Linked DNA regions of Danio rerio: regions 2 and 3 are each linked to region 1. The links are chromatin contacts, called in public Hi-C maps. All regions are on one chromosome and are shown on one strand. The core of a region is the stretch at or near the end of the contact, and the rest is flanking DNA. Distances in the headings are between cores, read along the strand shown.

What was found. A called contact is a pair of places that touch in the nucleus more often than the background predicts.
Region 2: a Hi-C map of hematopoietic stem cells shows a contact between it and region 1, with 2.7 times the contacts expected there. The contact joins the promoter of ccdc85cb here to the promoter of galca in region 1. A contact is called at or near these places in 2 of 18 Hi-C or Micro-C datasets (hematopoietic stem cells and an unstated tissue).
Region 3: a Hi-C map of an unstated tissue shows a contact between it and region 1, with 2.6 times the contacts expected there. The contact joins the promoter of arid1b here to the promoter of galca in region 1. A contact is called at or near these places in 2 of 18 Hi-C or Micro-C datasets (hematopoietic stem cells and an unstated tissue) and 1 of 4 datasets of contacts at active chromatin or transcription factors (embryo).

What each region holds. Positions count from the first base shown.
Region 1 is chr20:4,936,320-4,940,536 of GRCz12tu, forward strand. galca (galactosylceramidase a) reads right to left here and starts at 1,985. Exons shown (of 17, transcript NM_001005921.1): 1 at 1,786-1,985; 2 at 1,634-1,702; 3 at 1,468-1,531. The coding sequence starts at 1,914. lgals8a (galectin 8a) reads left to right here and starts at 2,402. Exons shown (of 10, transcript XM_073934048.1): 1 at 2,402-2,544; 2 at 2,719-2,807; 3 at 3,708-3,918. The coding sequence starts at 2,506.
Region 2 is chr20:5,378,090-5,382,306 of GRCz12tu, forward strand. It overlaps ccdc85cb (coiled-coil domain containing 85C, b), which reads right to left and starts at 2,416. Exons shown (of 7, transcript NM_001002628.1): 1 at 1,342-2,416. The coding sequence starts at 2,038.
Region 3 is chr20:5,201,815-5,206,031 of GRCz12tu, forward strand. It overlaps arid1b (AT-rich interactive domain 1B), which reads right to left and starts at 1,697. Exons shown (of 20, transcript NM_001346215.1): 1 at 1-1,697. The coding sequence starts at 1,002. LOC141379524 (a long non-coding RNA gene) reads left to right here and starts at 2,882. Exons shown (of 3, transcript XR_012396333.1): 1 at 2,882-4,217.

The DNA of each region.
Region 1 (4,217 bases), core at 735-3,234:
CTACCTGAGCTCAAACTCCCCTCTCGCCTTGCAACGGGAGGGAGCCCAGGGCTCGAGGATCTTATAAGCTCAGGGCTGTCTCCCGGGACAGCACGCCAAACTAGCTTTATTATCAATCATCAGCTAAGTGTGAACTCTTGAAGTAATAATATGACAAAATCAGACGAGTTTTTCCTTAAAGCATGCAAAGTAATCAACCAATGGGGCACGTAAAATAATCAAATTTTTCATTTAGGCATGAGCTTACTTTACGAACCACATTGGCAGATTATTTTGCTTGTTTTAAGAATAAAAACTCACTTCATTTTGTCATATTATTACTTAAAACAGTAATAGTTCACTTTCATTCATTTAGCCTTTCAACTGTTTCTAATACACATTGCACTAAACAGGCTTCTTTTGAAACCCTGTCTGGCACAAAATGAAAAGGGTGGAACTTTTGTAAAAAAAACACGGACAACCAGACAGATTATTTGAAATTAGTGTAAATGGGCTTTCCAATCCTTAAAATAGCGTACACATCTTAATCATCAATTTATTTGCCATATACAGTTGAAGTCAGAATTATTAGCCCCCCATTGATTTTTTTTTTCTTTTTTTTTTTTTTTAATATTTCCCAAATTATTTTTAACAGAGCAAGGAAGTTTTCACAGTATGTCTGATAATATTTTTTTTTCTTCTGGAGAAAGTCTTATTTGCTTTATTTCAGCTAGAATAAAATCAGTTTTAATTAAAAAAAAAACATTATTTTCATTAGTTTCAAAATTATTAGTCCCTTAAGCTTTATTTTTTTGAATAGTCTACAGAACAAACCATTGTTGTACAATAACTACCCTAAATACTCTAACCTGCCGAGTTAACCTAACTAACCTAGTTAAGCCTTTAAATGTCACTTTAAGCTGTATAGAAGCTGTCTAGTCAAATATTATTTACTGTCATCATAGAAAAGATAAAATAAATCAGTTATTAGAAATGAGATATTAAAACTGTTATGTTTGGAAATGTGCCTAAAAAAAATAAACAGGGGCTAATGATTCAGGTAATTCACTAACATGAAAACTAACTAACCTAACTGACCACACAGGCAAGGTGAACCTAACTTCCTGTTGTTTTTTGTCTACTTCAGCATGTTAGTACCACATGATTCATGTCATATGACTGACATACATTGTTTTTAAAGAACCAGTGAAGGAGTTAAACTATTGCTTTCTATGAAATAACAATAAAATGTTACAGAAAACTAACCAATAAGCTTTCAATTTCAAGACAATTTTCTGAATTAGGTATTCTCTTCAGAACAACTGCATAACCCTGATATATTTTATGTTTTATCCTTGATTTATACTCAAATCAAAAACTTGGTTGTTTATTTTAATGTCTTTTGGATAATTTGATATACCTAAAAAGCTATAGACAGTCAGGTATGCAAAACAGAAGGGAAAATACACAGAAAATACTTTGCTTCACCTGTGGTTTGAGCATCGCCTCCTATTTCTACCTTGAGGATGTGAAGTGAAGCTCCAAAGTTGGGCTAAATAAAACCAAACCCACATATATAACACATTAAAAATAACGTATGGTTATTATAAAATACATCATTAATAAAAAATTACTAAAACAAATGACTAAATACTTTGAATAAGTAATCCAATATCTGACTCCGATAGGGTTCTTCATAATTGACAAGAAGTCGAGAAGTGGCCTGTAAACAAACAAACAAACAAAGAGTTAATCAACAACTGGCCAACTTTTGACAGACACATTAAACTTGTGAACATGACTTACTCCTCCACCACTTAAGCCCCCTATTCCATCAAACTCCCGCCCTAAACCAATCCGATCATCTATAACATAAAACTGAGCCGAACATCCGATAATGACGGAGATTATGCACAGAAAATTGTGCGTTTGCATGATTTGACTGGAGTTTCAATGAACTGCGGCTGAAGTCTGTCATGAGGATGTTTATGATTACCAGCAGCTATTACTTCCGCGTCATGTGCTCATATTGATATACACGCGAGACGCATGATAATCAGTCATTAGAAAAGAAACGCAATCACGCAATGGTGTATAATCATAAATACTTAGTTTGCAGTTCGTTTTTTTAACGTCCATGTCTTTTCTATTTCTGCTTTTCAAGCGTAAAAACTACAAAATCATAAATCGTCACGTCGCTTCACAAGAAAGCGCCATGATTGGTCGGTAAGTATAGCGCACTTTGATTGGCCCTAGGCTTTCATAACATCGCAATTCATTGATCGCTGAACGCGTCGCGGTTTAATCTCTCAATGATTGGCTCCTAAACGCGTCGCGCTCATAATGCTCATCATTGATTGGCTTTTAAACGCGTCGAACTCGCATCTCTCATTATTGATTGGCCACCAAACGCGTCGTTCTCATTCTAGGAAGTGAAAGCGCAGAAAGCGTTTCTATTTTCTTCCTCAGCTAGTGATTAACTCGTAATAACAGCGTATAATAGACTTTCTGAACGGCGTTGCAAAGATGTCGGTCGCAAATCCGAAACAGACCATAACGAATCCAGTAAGTTTATCTTAACTTTGTTTGCTTACAGGCGGATGTATATGATATGACGGGGGTCATATTTGATAATGTGTCATCTGTCTGTGGTGTTTGGATAAACACGTGTATATTGAAAACGTATAAGGTAGAATAAATGTTGTCTGTTTGTCTCATTCTTATCATTTTTGTCTGTAGACGATTCCTTATATTGGTACCATCCTGGGAGGACTTCAACCCGGCGAGATGGTGCTCATTCAGGGCACTGTGCCCAGTGGTTCTGACAGGTGACAACTTAAAAGGATCGATTTTGGCTTCACGTTTAAAGGATCCTTTCCATCCAGTAATTCAGTAAAATTGAGGTGGAAGGGAACATTTCTTTTCATGGGTGGAAATTGTACTACTACAAATTGCAATATGAGATAACAGGGGTGCTCAATCCTGTTCCTGGAGAGCTACCTTCTTGCAGATTTCAGTTGCTACCCATATCTTGGCCACTTTTATTGGCCCTCGTTTTTTTTTTTTTTTTTATTAATTAAAAAAAACATAAAAAGCTGTTTTTATTCTAGCAAAAATAAAACAAATTAGACTTTCTCCTGAAGAAAAAATATTATCAGACATACTGTGAAAATTTCCTTGCTCTGTTAAATATCATTTGGGAACTTTTAAGAAAGAAAAAAAATATTAAAGGGGGGCTAATAAATCTGACCTCAACTGTATATACGGAAGTGGAAGTGTGGAAAGCCTTTATATTTTCTTCCATGCATAGTGATCGATTAGCAAAATTGTTTGTAATGTTAAACAGGGTGCAACAACAGAGTATTCGTTTGTTAGGGTGAATATAAGGAGACATTTAAATCATTTCCACACAAAAATAAATGTTTTATTTAATTCTGTTTAAATCATTAATACTTTTCTTTAAATTAAGACTGAAAGTCTGGGGTAAAACAATGAAATATATTCATTAAAGAATTCAAAAGTAAATTATGAAGGCATGATTAAGTTTCCAAGGCAATCATACGAAAAAACATACAGTTCATTAATTTTGACCTTGACTGTATATATATATATAAAAAAACTGTTGACAATGCATATCTTTGTTACTGTAGGTTAAACAAACAACTTGCTGTGCATTGATATGACATTTTAAATTTGTCCACAGTTCTGAATAGTCTGATGTTTTGTAGATTTCAAGTTGACCTGACCTGTGGGAGCAGCATGAAGCCTCGGGCAGATGTGGCCTTTCATTTTAATCCTCGCTTCACGCGATCTCCCTACATCGTCTGTAATACACTGCAGAAGGAGCGCTGGGGAAAAGAGGAGATCCACTACCTGATGCCTTTCAGTCACGGCGCTGCCTTTGAAATCATCATACTTGTACAGAAAGACTTGTTCAAGGTTAGAAATCTGAGTTTGTTGTATCATGCCATGTCATATCAGCTTTAAGGGGTATTTTTACATCTTATTTAGTTCAGTTGAATCACACTAGAGTTTGTTTATTTACCCTCTTGGTGCGGTTCGTTTGGGCAGGTGTGAATGTAGCAATCGCACTCGAGTGTGCATTAAAAGCAGACCAAAAAAGCCTACTAAGACCTGCTTAAAAAGGTGGTCTCGGTACGCTTTCAAACGAACCCTGAAGCGATTAGTTTGTGGTGAGAATAAGATCCAAACTAAAACAGACCCAACTGCAAAAAGTA
Region 2 (4,217 bases), core at 1,166-3,665, 440 kb after region 1:
ATCAAATGGTAATAATAAACATTTACAAAGCGATTTATTACGATCGCAATAATAAATGCATCCATACCTAATAACTGATGGCCAGAAAGTGATTAATTTTTTATAAATTGTTAAAATATTGATGTCTGTGATGCAGCAAGTCCAAAGACTGTTGTGTTGGGATGTGTGGGAATTTTAATGCAGCTTTATATATAACTAGTGGGTCATTCTTATTCCATGCAGCATTTTATAAGTGAAAATACTGAACACGAGTGCAAGGTGAGGCATAAGAGTTTGTACAAGTTTTTTTTTTTCTTAAAGACAAATCTGAGTGTACCTAAAAAAGGCTGGAAAATGATCAGCCAAAACCAGCTATGTCCAGCTTAAACCAGCTTGGCTAGGCTGGTCAAGCTGGTTTTAGCTGGTCATCTCCCAGCCTGACCAGACCAGGCTGGAAATGCCTGGAAACCAGCCTGGAAGTGGCCAAAACCCCTCTAAAGCCAGCCTGGTTGTCCAGCTAAAACCAGCCAACCAGCTTATGCTGGTTTAAGCTGTTTTTTTCAGTAGGGGTGCTTTGTTTGAGGGACCCCCCTGGTTCATCTCAAGGAGTTATCTTATTTAATAGATTCAAAACATATTTTGAATAACATTACATTTTTAAAGTGAATTGTGTCAATGTTAAGACCCTCCCTGCTGAAAAATCCAGCTTAAACCAGCCTAGGCTGGTTGGCTGGTTTTAGCTGGTCAACCAGGCTGGTTTTAGAGGGGTTTTGGCCACTTCCAGGCTGGTTTCCAGCCATTTCCAGCCTGGTCTTAGTTGGTCAGCCTGGGAGATGACCAGCTAAAACCAGCTTGACCAGCCTAGCAGGCTGGGAGCCCAGCCAAAACCAGCTATGTTCAGCTTAAACCAGGCTGGTCAAGCTGGTTTTAGCTGGATTTAGCTGGTCCTTTTCCAGCCTGACCAGCTAAGACCATGCTAGAAATGGCTGGAAAACAACCTGGAAGTGGCCAAAACCCCTCTAAAACCAGCCTGGTCGACCAGCTAAAACCAGCCTAGGCTGGTTTAAGCTGGATTTTTTAGCAGGGTCAGATAACAAATTTCGAAAAAGCTGTATCTTAAACCATCGAGGGAAAGTTTATTCGGTTTTCAAATATTGTATAAATCACAATTTTCAAAATGTAAACCCTTATATGACTGGTTTTGTGGTCCACGGTCACATATCTGATAGAAGTTACTTTGAACAACTCCTGGGTGACACATAAACAGCCTCAGAGATAAAAGACATGCACTAAAAGCCATAGCAATACTGATATCAAAGGTTTTCAAAAATGGCGGCAGCAGAGATATGAATCTACACTCACCATTAAGTCCAGCGGGGATGCTCCTGTGATGATGCGGGGCCGACAGATCATCCATTGATCTTCTCACAGTGCCAATCTTCGCTTCTACAGTCTTGTGGATATGGTTATGATGATGATCTGGACTGCCAGCGCTTCCACCGCTGGATGTGCTGCTCCCATCGCCAACATCTCTTACAGTGCCCGATCCTCCGTTCAGGTTGCTCAGGCTGGACTGGCTGTCAATAGAACTCCTCGATCCAGCTCCATTCCTGTCCTCGTCCAACATGAGAATGATGTCTTTCAGCTCTGCGTTCTCCCGCAGAACGTTTTCCTGGTTGATCTCCAGCTCCTTGAGCTTCTGCTGATAGGTGCTCACCTCCTTCCATACGGAGCTCGCCGTGAACTTCCCAAACCTCTGCCATTCCCGAGACAGCTTCTTACCTTTCTGCCGGTCGTCGTCCAGAAAGCAGCAGAGTTCCCTGAGCTCCTGGTTGTCGTCTTGCAGTTTCTGGTTGATCTCCTTGAGATTGCGAATCTCGTGGAGGTGCACCTGCAGACTGCGGTTGACATCCTTCATCATGTTGCTATGCTCCAGCATCAGGCTCATCTTCTCACCATCAACCCTCCTCAGTCTCCTGATCAAGTCTTCTTTGCTCCACCTGACCAGTTCCTCGTCTGGGATCTTACTCAGGTCATCATTAGGACAGTGTTTGGCCATCATGGCTCTCGCTTACAGTCTCGGAGTATTAAAATACTCAATGTAAATGTGACAGTGTTGCTCTTCGCACCACGAAAACGCAATAAGACTCGTTTAAAAACAAAATACTCATGCGTTAGATTCTATATTTACACGTACAGGAGAAATTTAATAACAAATGTGTTCCCAAACCATTAACGTTACTTTTAATGGTGCCGCACTTACCGACAATTCTGGAATCATCCATGTATTTACATGTCCTAAAATATCCGCGAGATGTGTATCCACAACCATGGTTTAAAATGAAACGATGTTTTTTTCTTTCTCGAGGCAAACAAATAATATTTTAGATCATGTGTGATCTTACAGGTTTCAAGAGCTGCGTTTCAAAATATTCACAACCATAAACACCGCCTTCGTTCAAAAACACACACACTAACATCCGTGTTGTCAGTCATCGAAAGCCCCAAAACGATGTATAGGAGGATTTTTCCTGAGTGTTTGCCAGTGTCGGGTTCTGCTCTTTCCTTGGACTGGTGTGTGTGTGAATTGATCCGAGCGGCTCTGAGCAGGTTCAGAGATGAGAGGCAAAAGGCAGGACCTGCCCTCTTAAAGAGACAGTGTCCTCACTGTCCCGCGCCGGTGTAAAATGAAAAGATTAAATGAAAAGATTATAAATAAAAGATAAATAAAAGATTATATTGTCTTTTTCTAAAAAAAAATAAATAAAGAATTAAATACACAATAACAATTATTATTATTATCATTATTATTCACGCCGGTGTAAAATAAAAAGATTAAATAAAAAGATTATGAATAAAAGATAAATAAAATATTATATTGTCTTTTTCTAAACAAATACAGAATTAAATAAACAATAACGATTATTATTATTATTATTATTATTATTATTATTAATATTATTATTATTATTATTATTATTATTATTATTATTATTATTCACGCCGGTGTAAAATAAAAAGATTAAATAAAAAGATTATGAATAAAAGATAAATAAAAGATTATATTGTCTTTTTCTAAACAAATACAGAATTAAATAAACAATAACGATTATTATTATTATTATTATTATTATTATTATAATTATTATTATTATTATTCACGCCGGTGTAAAATAAAAAGATTAAATAAAAAGATTATGAATAAAAGATAAATAAAAGATTATATTGTCTTTTTCTAAACAAATACAGAATTAAATAAACAATAACGATTATTATTATTATTATTATTATTATTATTATTATTATTATTATTATTATTATTATTATTATTATCATAATTATTATTCACGCCGGTGTAAAATAAAAAGATTAAATAAAAAGATTATGAATAAAAGATAAATAAAAGATTATATTGTCTTTTTCTAAACAAATACAGAATTAAATAAACAATAACGATTATTATTATTATTATTATTATTATTATTATTATTATTATTATTATTATTATTATTATTATTATTATTATTATTATTATTATCATAATTATTATTCACGCCGGTGTAAAATAAAAAGATTAAATAAAAAGATTATGAATAAAAGATAAATAAAAGATTATATTGTCTTTTTCTAAACAAATACAGAATTAAATAAACAATAACGATTATTATTATTATTATTATTATTATTATTATTATCATTATTATTCACGCCGGTGTAAAATAAAAAGATTAAATAAAAAGATTATGAATAAAAGATAAATAAAAGATTATATTGTCTTTTTCTAAACAAATACAGAATTAAATAAACAATAACGATTATTATTATTATTATTATTAATATTATTACTGTTGTTGTTGTTGATGTTTTTTATTTACTTTTTCCATATGTTGTATTTTTTTAGTCAGAATTGTATTTATCTATCAATTTGAATAAAACTGTGATAATAATAATTATTTTGATCATTATTACTGTTTCCATTATTATTATAGGCTGTCTATTTATATTTCCAAACAGAAGGAAAAACAAAAAAACAAAAGTCATTTTTATTCACATTAGCTATTAACTAACATGTTTAGGAGTTTTCATTGTTTTGATCTGGTCACATGCTTCCACTATTTCACAAAACATGTTTTCCTATTTTGCTCTATTTTTATACAGATTGTAAAATATGTTAGGCTAAATATATAGTTCTTTTTTTTTTTTTTTGCATTTTGCTATGTTTGCAAAGACATCAATAA
Region 3 (4,217 bases), core at 447-2,946, 270 kb after region 1:
GTTGCCGTTGTTCCCGGGGCTCATTGCCGGGTGGTTTCTTTGTTGTGCTGCCCAGCTGTGGCTGGCAGCTGGGCTGTACGGGGAGCTCATGTCTTTGCCCAAACCCATACCCGACTGCTGCTGCTGCGATGGCGGGTTGCTGTAATCTTGATAGCCGCCACCGTATCCCCGCATCATCGGACTCGGGGATGTCAGGAGCTGGTTCAGGGTGGGTGTAGCTCCAGAAGGGTGCTGTTGGTTTTGTCCGGGAAACCTCTGAAAGCTCCCAACATTGGCACCAGGAGCCGGGGTGGTCGAGGCCATAGCAGCCTTGCCATGGCTAGCAGCAGCAGCGGTAGGCGAATTGGTACCTGGGCCCATCATGTTCCCCTGCCGCGACGGGCTCATCATACCGTATCCAGCGCCGCCGTACCCCGGCCGGTAGTTGGGATAGTGGTTGTACGGATTATTATGGTACCCTTCGTGGGAGTTCTGCACTTGATCCATGTTGCCCGGTGCCTGATGTATTAAAGCCGTCCTAGGGCTTTGTTGTCCGCCATGTTGATCAAAGCAAGGCCCTCCTCTTCCATTCCCGTAATAATTATTAAACTCAGAAACTGAGCTGCTCCCGCTTTGGGACGCGCTGCCTCCGCCGCCGCTGTTGTTGTTGTTGTTATTGTTGCTCGCTGGTCCAAAGTTGGAGTGCTCGTACCTGCTGCCCATTCGATCCCCCCCGGTTTTGGACGAGCGATCCTCCTCGTCGCCTGTGTTCAGCAAACGCGGATGGCGATCGACCTGCGCCTCCAGAGCGTCTTCTTTTCCTCCATGCTGCGGATCTGCGCGGTTGCTGCTGCTGTGGATGGTGATGGAGATGTTGTTGTTGTTGTGCGCGGCTCGCTGCTGGTGCTGCTGATGGAATGCTCGCGACTGTTGCTGTGGAGGTGTGCGATGATGAGGCGAAGGAGGGGGATCTCCGCGTCCAACATTTTTCACTTGATGATTCGCGACCAGACCCGTTTCCATACTCGAAGTCGCGTTTAAACGAGCATTAAAGTCTGTAGGTTTATTTCCCCCAGCGTCTGTGTTTTCGCAGACTCTATAGCCGCACGCTGCTGATGCCCATCTACATTATTCATTGGGGTAGCGCTGTGCCATCGTCTGCCCCATATCGCACAGTTTTCTCCTCATTCACGCCGGTATAGCTATATATATGTGGGCTTGCGATTTGAGGATGGAGCGTTCGCCACCGCTGTCCTGTCAGTGGGTGAATGTGTGCTGGGCACGAGCTGTGAAAACAATTACTGATGCGTTTGAGACGAAGACAAATGACACCAATATGCGTTTAACTGGTACTGCTCTGAGGCGAGCGGAGACTTCAACGCATTTTCGCAAACTGGAAAGTTTATTTCTAATATCAAACTTCCCCATTCCCACAGAGGCAAATGTGAGCGTGTACAAATGTGCGTATAAGACCCCTGCCGGAGCCCCTTTGCTCCAGCATGGCATTATCGAGCATCTCCTTCAGCTCTCTGCGCAGAGTCTGCTGGAAAACACGGCGCGGCCGGTTAACAATTTTGGATTTCCTCACATCACATTTTAATCAATCTCATCTTTATTAAACATAAGAGAGTTCATGTGACTGTTGGACCAGTGTTTGGACCAAAGGGACCCCCCCCCCCATAAAGTGGAAAAACTAATTATTCAGGGAGGTCTGTTTTTTTTTTTTTTTTTTTTTTTTCATTAAAACTTTTTTTTTTTTTAAATAAACTTTTATTTAGAAAAGAAGAAATGTACAATATAAATCAGGAAGTAATATGTAGGAGACTGGAACACAAGTACATACAAATACAAAGTGATAAGAACAGAAAGTAATAGAAAGAGAAAAAATTAAATAAAGAAAAGAAAAAAGAGAATAAAATAAAGAAAGGGGACAGTACAAAAGTAAATAAAAAACACAGAAAGTATTAAAAACTAACTTACTGGAAGCATGATATTTTCATAAGTTTCTATTAACTTGCAGAATTTTTGCTTTAAGCAAGAAATCAATTTCAATTAACAATTGGCAAATGAGGTAAAGGATTTCCGAAATTTTGTTTGTGGATACAATTTTTTGCATACCATATAAAAAGTAATATATATATATATATATATATATATATATATATATATATATATATATATATATATATATATATATATATATATATATATATATATATATATATATTCTTCATGGCGAGGCAGTGGCACAGTAGGTAGTTCTGTCGCCTCACAGCAAGAAGGTCGCTGGGTCGAACCTCGGCTCAGTTGGCATTTCTGTGTGGAGTTTGCATGTTCTCCCTGCCTTCGTGTGGGTTTCCCCCACAGTCCAAAGACATGTGGTACAGGTGAATTGGATAGACTAAATTGTCGGTAGTGTGTGAGTGTGTTGGAGATGGGTTGCGGCTGGAAGGGCATCCGCTGCGTAAAACGTGCTGGATAAGTTTGCGGTTCATTCCGCTGTGGCGATCCCGGATTAATAAAGGGACTATATAACAAATAATATCTTTCAATTTCAAAGATTTGTTTTGTTGATTGTAATTTGTTTAAATAAATATATAGATCTGACCAAAACTTGAGTAAGATTTTACATGTAAAAAACATGCGAGTCGAAGTTTCCTCATTTTCCTGACAGAAAGGACGAGTAACTGCAATATCAGTAAATTTTGAGATAAATGCATCGACCGGGTATATTTTGTGCAGAATTTTAAAATGGACTTCCTTTGCTTCTTGGGATAACATATTTATATGGGAGAAGCCATGTTCTTTTCCAGTCAATATCTTCTGTTAACGCTGACCAATACGATTTCCCTCTTGGAGCAGTTTGATTTTTTTTTTTGTTGGAGAATTCGAAGAGTTTGTTGTTGCATTTCTTATCATATACACTAATACCTTTTAATAATAAGAAGGTTGGTTCTTTTATTTATATATGAAATATGAATTTTTGTTAGATGTATTAATTGTTTTGGGCATTTTTTTAAAAAGGTTAAATTTCTTAAATGGGATTGAAAAATGTATGAATGTTCATAAATTATTCGTTTCATTAAAAACTAGGATAGATATAATTTTGGGGCATCGCGTCAAAGCAGCACCACACAAGATTTGTGTGCATTTTTTGTCACAATTTTGTAATAAACTCATCTAAATTAGTTAATTTGATTGTTTTTGAAGTTTTTATTTTTAAATGAAATTGAATCATGTGACGCAAACTTTTTTTTGTGGATGATTTTCATTTACAGATCACTGCATGATGCATTGAGGATTCTTATGTTCACCTTAAGTCAGGACGACAGTAAGATAATTGTTCTTACAGCTATAGTTGGCGGTTCAATCTGCTGTGGTGACCCCTGATAAATAAGGGACTAAGCCGAAGGAAAACAAATGAATGATTGTTTATAACCGCTGTAGTAAATTTACAGACTGAAAAAGCCTTTAACGTTCTGAAAAGTCACAAGGTTATGGTCTAGCGCAGGGGGGTTCAAACTCAGTCCTGAAGGGCCGGTGTCCTGAAGAGTTTAGTTCCAACCCTACTCAACCACACCTGAACCAGGTAGTCAAGCTCTTAAGCTGTGGTCACACTGGGCTTTTCCTCCCATGACTTCCATTCATACGCACGCGAATGGTCAGACCGGAAACACAGGGTCATGCGTCAAGTTTTGCAGGATGCTGCGGTGCAAAGGTCAAGCTTGGTGAACTCTGACCTGCGAAATTGCATCGCTTGACTGCATGAGACCAATCGAGGGTCAAAACATGACCTTTCTGGACTGATATGTAAAATATGGAGCAATCGCTCGCTTTTTAAATGTCTAATCATCTTGTTTGATCCCGCTCCTTTTCGCAGCGCTGTACGACAGAATTTCGCAAACTCAAACTATGGTGTGACCGCAGCTTTACAAGAGAAACTTACTAGCAGGTGGTGTTGGAGCTAAACCCTGCAAGACACCAGCCCTCTAGGACCGAGTTTGGACACCCCTGGCCTAAGAAGACCCCCCACAGTTTCACACAATTTGAGCCAGTCATAAGTGTTACCCACTTACTTTCCTTCTTAGTCCCTGATTTATCAGGGGTCGGCACAGAGGAATGAACCACCAATTACTCTGTCATATGTTTTATGTGCCGGATGCCTTATCAGCCACAACCCATTGAGAGTACACTGGGTAACATCCACACACTCTCTCATTCGCACATGCTCATACACT